Linked DNA regions of Gossypium raimondii: region 2 is linked to region 1. Evidence: chromatin contacts called from public Hi-C data. All regions are on one chromosome and are shown on one strand. Each heading gives the region's core, a stretch centred on a gene start, on an enhancer-like site or on the middle of the called end of the contact. The rest is flanking DNA. Distances are from core to core; before and after follow the strand shown. Region 1 holds the start of LOC105796177 (probable ascorbate-specific transmembrane electron transporter 1). Region 2 holds the start of LOC105794329 (hypothetical protein).

The links. A called contact is a pair of places that touch in the nucleus more often than the background predicts.
Region 2: a Hi-C map of leaf shows a contact between it and region 1, with 2.7 times the contacts expected there. The contact joins the promoter of LOC105794329 here to the promoter of LOC105796177 in region 1. A contact is called at or near these places in 2 of 2 Hi-C or Micro-C datasets (both in leaf).

Annotation. Positions count from the first base shown.
Region 1 is chr3:42,566,424-42,569,192 of ASM2569854v1, reverse strand. LOC105796177 (probable ascorbate-specific transmembrane electron transporter 1) reads left to right here and starts at 1,335. Exons shown (of 5, transcript XM_012625779.2): 1 at 1,335-1,428; 2 at 1,521-1,693; 3 at 1,855-1,903; 4 at 2,156-2,361; 5 at 2,439-2,696. The coding sequence starts at 1,383. The coding sequence ends at 2,696.
Region 2 is chr3:42,708,323-42,711,091 of ASM2569854v1, reverse strand. It overlaps LOC105794329 (hypothetical protein), which reads right to left and starts at 1,448. Exons shown (of 8, transcript XM_012623462.2): 1 at 441-1,448. The coding sequence starts at 1,047.

The sequences.
Region 1 (2,769 bases), core at 86-2,585:
GGTTATAGAATCATGACTTGCCTTTTTCTTTTTTTTTTTTGTGAATAGTGGGATTTTCGTCGCTGAGTTATTTAGTACAGCTGCTAGCTTAGGTAGGGTGGAGTGGTGAGTATAGGGTTTGGTTTGCTGCAATGCAATGAATGAGGTTAGCAAACATTATTGCACAACAAGTGTTTTGTAGACCTAGGAAACTTTGTCAAAAGTTTCAATCCAACCATTTCCAAATCTGGTTCAAATTCAAGTGAAAAAATAAAAACCATGCTTTTGTGCTTTAGTTTTCAGTGCTTAATTATCCGTTGAACATATTGGCTGGAACTTCTTCGAGGCATTGTAACTTTGCAGACCCCGTTTTAGATATGATAATTTAAGATACAACCCAGATTTGATTTGCTACGGACAAATGAGCAATGAGAAGGAATATTAAGTGAAACTTTAGAATGACCCATTTTATGTGGGTTGGGGTCAACTTTGAGGCCTATGTCAAAATGGTTATTGGCTGGCAACAAGTATTACTAACGGCATTTTTTAGTCCTAATATAGATCCAAAATGGCTAAGAGCTTAGCATCAATCTTCTAGAGCCAGGCCTAGTTTGGCAATCACAACTTCCTGGGCTGCTGGGAGTTCGAGACTCAGGTTTTAAGCTTAGGTCGTGATATGGATCAATACAAGTTGATCAAGTTCTTGGTTATAAAAAAGAAGATGAAACATGTTTGACCCGTAATAAGTTTTATACATATATTATTATAAAATAATATAACTAGTCATTTTAAATGACTATAACTATAAAAAAAAAACTCAATTAGCATTGCAACAACGTGCAGAATGTGAGTTTGATCTCACTTAAGATTTAAGGGTTTGGGAGGATTTATAGGTAAAAGAAAGCTTGTATAAAAAGAAAGATAGGTAATGAAAACTGGTATTATTATAATTATATATAAAATTACAATATATGAGAAATAATCATATTACACCCTCATTAAAATTACATAAAAGAGTTATTTAAATATACTAGCAAAAAAGTAAATACTAAGTAGTACAGTTATTATTACTTTTACATAAAAACTTCTCTTTGGCAAGATATTATGGAATTATTTACAAACTTAAATTAATGTATTTTATTTTAATTTAAAATGCAAGAAATATTTGAAGAGTTTAGCTAATCGCACAAGTTGAGTTTTAGAAATGGACGAACTAAATCATTAGTAAAATTTATGATATGAACACCTTTGGCTTTTCTTATGGCTCCAAACGCTGCCTATTCTCCGCAATAACCCCAAACCACAAACAAACAATCGAATGCAAGCCTTACTAAGTTCTCTGCATGATTGGTAATTGAAACCATTAAGTCTCATACATACTTTAATTAGCCCCAATATTGTTCATGTTATTGGAGTTGTCACCATTGAATCAGCCGGCTGGACGGTTTGGTAGTATCTTCCCCAATCAAACCAAAAGCTCTCTTTGTTAATGGCTCAAATGATTTTATATAACACTACTGACTACTGAGTTCTCCATCTAGGTTCTGCAGATGCAATGGCGCCTAAGAGCAGAAGCTACCAAATTTCTGCAACCCCTGTTACAGTATTTGGACATTTGTTGTTTATAGCAGTGACAACCCTTGTGCTAGTTTGGCTTCTCAAGTTCCGGGAAGGCCTTGCTTCTGAATCTGCTAATAAGTTAAAGATTTTCAATGTGAGTTCATTTGCGTTGAGAATCCCTTCTCTTTCTTCAGAAACTGTTTCATATCTTTGTTTCTATATGATATGTGGAGGACCTATTGTTCTTGCATGGATCAGTTTGCTTCTATGCCTACATTTTAATCTCTTTCAGCTCCCCCCCCCTCTCATTTGCAGCTTCATCCACTTCTAATGGTGATTGGATTCATATTAATGGCTGGAGAAGGTAAGTAGTAATTGTCAGTGGCTTTTCATGTATATTAACATAATTAATTCAAACATTATGTCTATGTTGCTCTACTCTTTCATTTTCTTGAATGTCTAATGTTCCGTACGATATATTTCCAGATTATATATTAGAGTATCATTGAAGACCACCAAATATATGAAAAACTTTTAATGAATTTTATTGAAATAAGGAAATCTGATTGAAAAGTGATGTGCATTATTGTTATGACTGAACATATATATAAAACAGCAATCATGGCATACAAGTCAACCCCAAGTAGAAGAGACATACAAGTGCAAAAGGCAGTCCACCTAACATTGCAAACCATTGCTCTTGGTTGTGGGATCTTTGGGATTGTTGTAATCTTCAAATTCCATAATGAGACCAACATGCCTGACATGGTTACCTTACATTCTTGGCTAGGCATGATTACCATATGCTTATTTGGTTTACAGGTACCTAAAATTTTAATCAATTTCATTCTAATTCAGTTAGGAATTTAAAACAAAAACATCCCTATCTGGTATTGCAGTATTTGCTAGGATTCTTCTCGTATGTGTTCCCAGGTGCAGAATCATATTCAAGAGCAGCCTATCTGCCATGGCACACTTTTGGTGGCTTACTTATCTTCTTCTTAGCAATATGCACAGCTGAGATGGGATTGCTTCAAAAGTTCCTTTCGTTATTCCTAACTCGCTCCCAAGAAGCTCTCATTGTCAACTTTATAGGATTGTTGCTTTTCCTATTTGCAGTTGCTGTTGCCCTCACTGTGGTTCTCCCCAGATATTAGTCATGGTTCTTTACTTTCAAATTATTGGACAATTTTATGAAGAAAATTCATGAAAATTCATTATTGCCGGGAC
Region 2 (2,769 bases), core at 199-2,698, 140 kb before region 1:
TATGCCACTCTCAGATGTAAAAAGTACCTGCCTTTAATTTTATATAAATCCACTTGCAAACAAATAGTGCAACTTTCAATTAGGTAGGTATATACATATTAAGGTCAAAGCGGGAAATAGAGAATCTGATAGCAATTTCCAAATAAGAAAGCTTGTTTTAAACATTAAATAAACAATTTCTTGTTTGGGATAATATGTCTAATCCAAGAAAGAAACATGTATATGGCAACACCAAGCTTTTTAATCAAGGAAATAGTTGATAAGTCAACAAAATCAACACCCAAAATCCCATTTAGAAATACAACTTTCAATCATCCCAATCAGAAACCAAAAACCAAACATAAAAAGATACAGAATACAAGGTAACATTCACTGAAAAATTTAATGTTCACACAACGTAAATAAAAAAGATAAAGAAAGAAACATAAACCAAAAGTTACCTTTTATATCCTCCGAGACTGCTGAAACTTTATCCTCCCCACCCGATTTATTGTCATCACGTTTCTCAGTCTTTCTATCGTTTCTGTCTGAAATTGTGTTAACAGTCAAATTCGCATCATTATCCACGCCCGAATTCTGCATTTCTTTAGCCACCTCTAACCTATGCCCCTTAAACCCAAAGCCAGATCTTTTGTACTCTTTGCCCCCAAGTTTCCCTTGATCATAAGGCCTTTGTCTCCTTCTCCAGGAGACCTGTTGAAGCGCGTAGGAGACCTCAGCAACAGAAAAGTACTGCTGCATATGAAGCACGGGGTTCCAATTAGATCTCCTTTGTTGAATGCAAGCAATCACGGCTTCATACTCCCCTACTTCTCCAACCTCACGCAAATGTTGACAAAGAGAGTCAATCATAGCATTGGCGGCGGCGAATTCCCCTCGCAACCAATAGATGAAGCCATCACGCTCATCGGGGAACCATTGCCGAGGATGGTGCTGGTGGATCTCACCTCCAGCAGCTCCACCTCCGCCGCCGCCAGCTCCTGCAGCTGGAGGAGCAGCAAACTGCATTTTATCAGATAAAACTACATTTCCCGATGGCATTGCCATTGAGAAAAACTCCCTAACCAATCGAGGAAAAAGAAATTTAAAATACCCCCAACTCAGATCTAACTAATTCAAATCCCAAAAATCCAACCAACACTAAAAATTAATTTAAAATAAGATAGAATTAAGTGAAAGAAAATTGAGCAATTGAGTTTTAATCTTCGATTCCAATTGGATCTAATAAAATATTTAGAATGAGAAAAAAAGTAAGGAGAAAATGGTGGTCTAGTTTAGTCAGATCTGGAAGCTAAGTCTTTGCAATGCTCTTCTTTTGTTGTGTGATGGGCGTGTGAAGTTACAGTAAAAGAAAAGTGTGACGTGAAGATGGGGAGTGTCAATGCTCAATTTTTTTAAAATAAAAACACATCTAGGGTTTGATTTTTTTCATTATTTTAAGTTGAAAAGGGAAAAACAAAACTAAAAAAATTGCTTCTTCGTTACGCATGTGGGTGGGCTTAAATGGAGTCCAAACTTTTTTTATTTTTCAATGATTTATATGTATATTTTGAGATTTAAATAGAGTGGTTTAAGAACGTATACAATGTGCGAAGAAGCTGAATCACACATGCATAATATTTTGTTTTTATTCATAATTCGCAAATTGAAGGATATTAAAATTTTATGGTTAAAGGTTTATTTTGATGTTTTATATATAAAGAATTTTTTTATTTTAATTTTTTTGAATTATAATATCAGAGTAAAATTCAAACGATTCAAACTCAAATCGCATCCGAGATAATGAATACCCTTAACCATCAAGCAATAGTGTGAAATTCAAAGTATGTATTTTCACTTAATTTTTAGATTTAAGCGCGGAGGCAACCACTAAACATTTTTAAAAATTAATTGAACCCCTAAAAAGCATTCATTCATTTAATGTATTAATTAATATAATAGAACTGATGAAATGAAAAATAAATGTTCCAAAAAACAATTTGTTGTTAACGAATTTGGATAATCCTCAACAACACAAATTACATTATCTTATTTTACTAACATTTCAAAAATGATATGGTTTAAAAGAACCCTAATCCATCATTGGATTATTGAGAAGAAATAAAGTGGAACATTTGTAGAATTCACACCTTCGATCAAAAGTCTGAAAAATGATCTCCACAGGATTTTCCAGGTTTCAAAGAAAAGCAAAATATATCTAAATTTTGAATAATAATTTATTTTTTCGGTACATGTTTGTAAAAAGAAAAAATCAACATTGATACTTAATGGAAACAATTTGAGGAAAGATTCATCCATGATCTTATGGAATATTTTTATGATGGTACTTGAGATTTATTGATTTAGTATGTTTAACCATTGTCATAGATCATTATACGATTTATCCTATTCGTTCTACATTTTTTTCATTACTTTTTGTTTTGCAACTCATGCTTTGTAATAAGGTATAATGTAATCATATTTATTGCGGATATTAGTAACAAACACACGAATTCTAGAATTCGCTTTCACCACGTGTAAGATTGATCTGTTGTAATTTGATATCTCAAATTAGGCTCCTCGACACTCTTAATGAGTTTATTCTCGAGTAATTTAATGTCTTTTTCATGGTTTTCATTTATTTTTCGTTCTTTAGCTTTAATAAGCTCTTCAAGCATTTTATGCTTATTTTGTCCTATTTTGAGACCTAAATTGGCTAAGGGTGCCATTTGGACCCTAATGAGTGATTGAGTGGTGTAGGAGCATGTTGGTGACCCAAAATTGAATGGA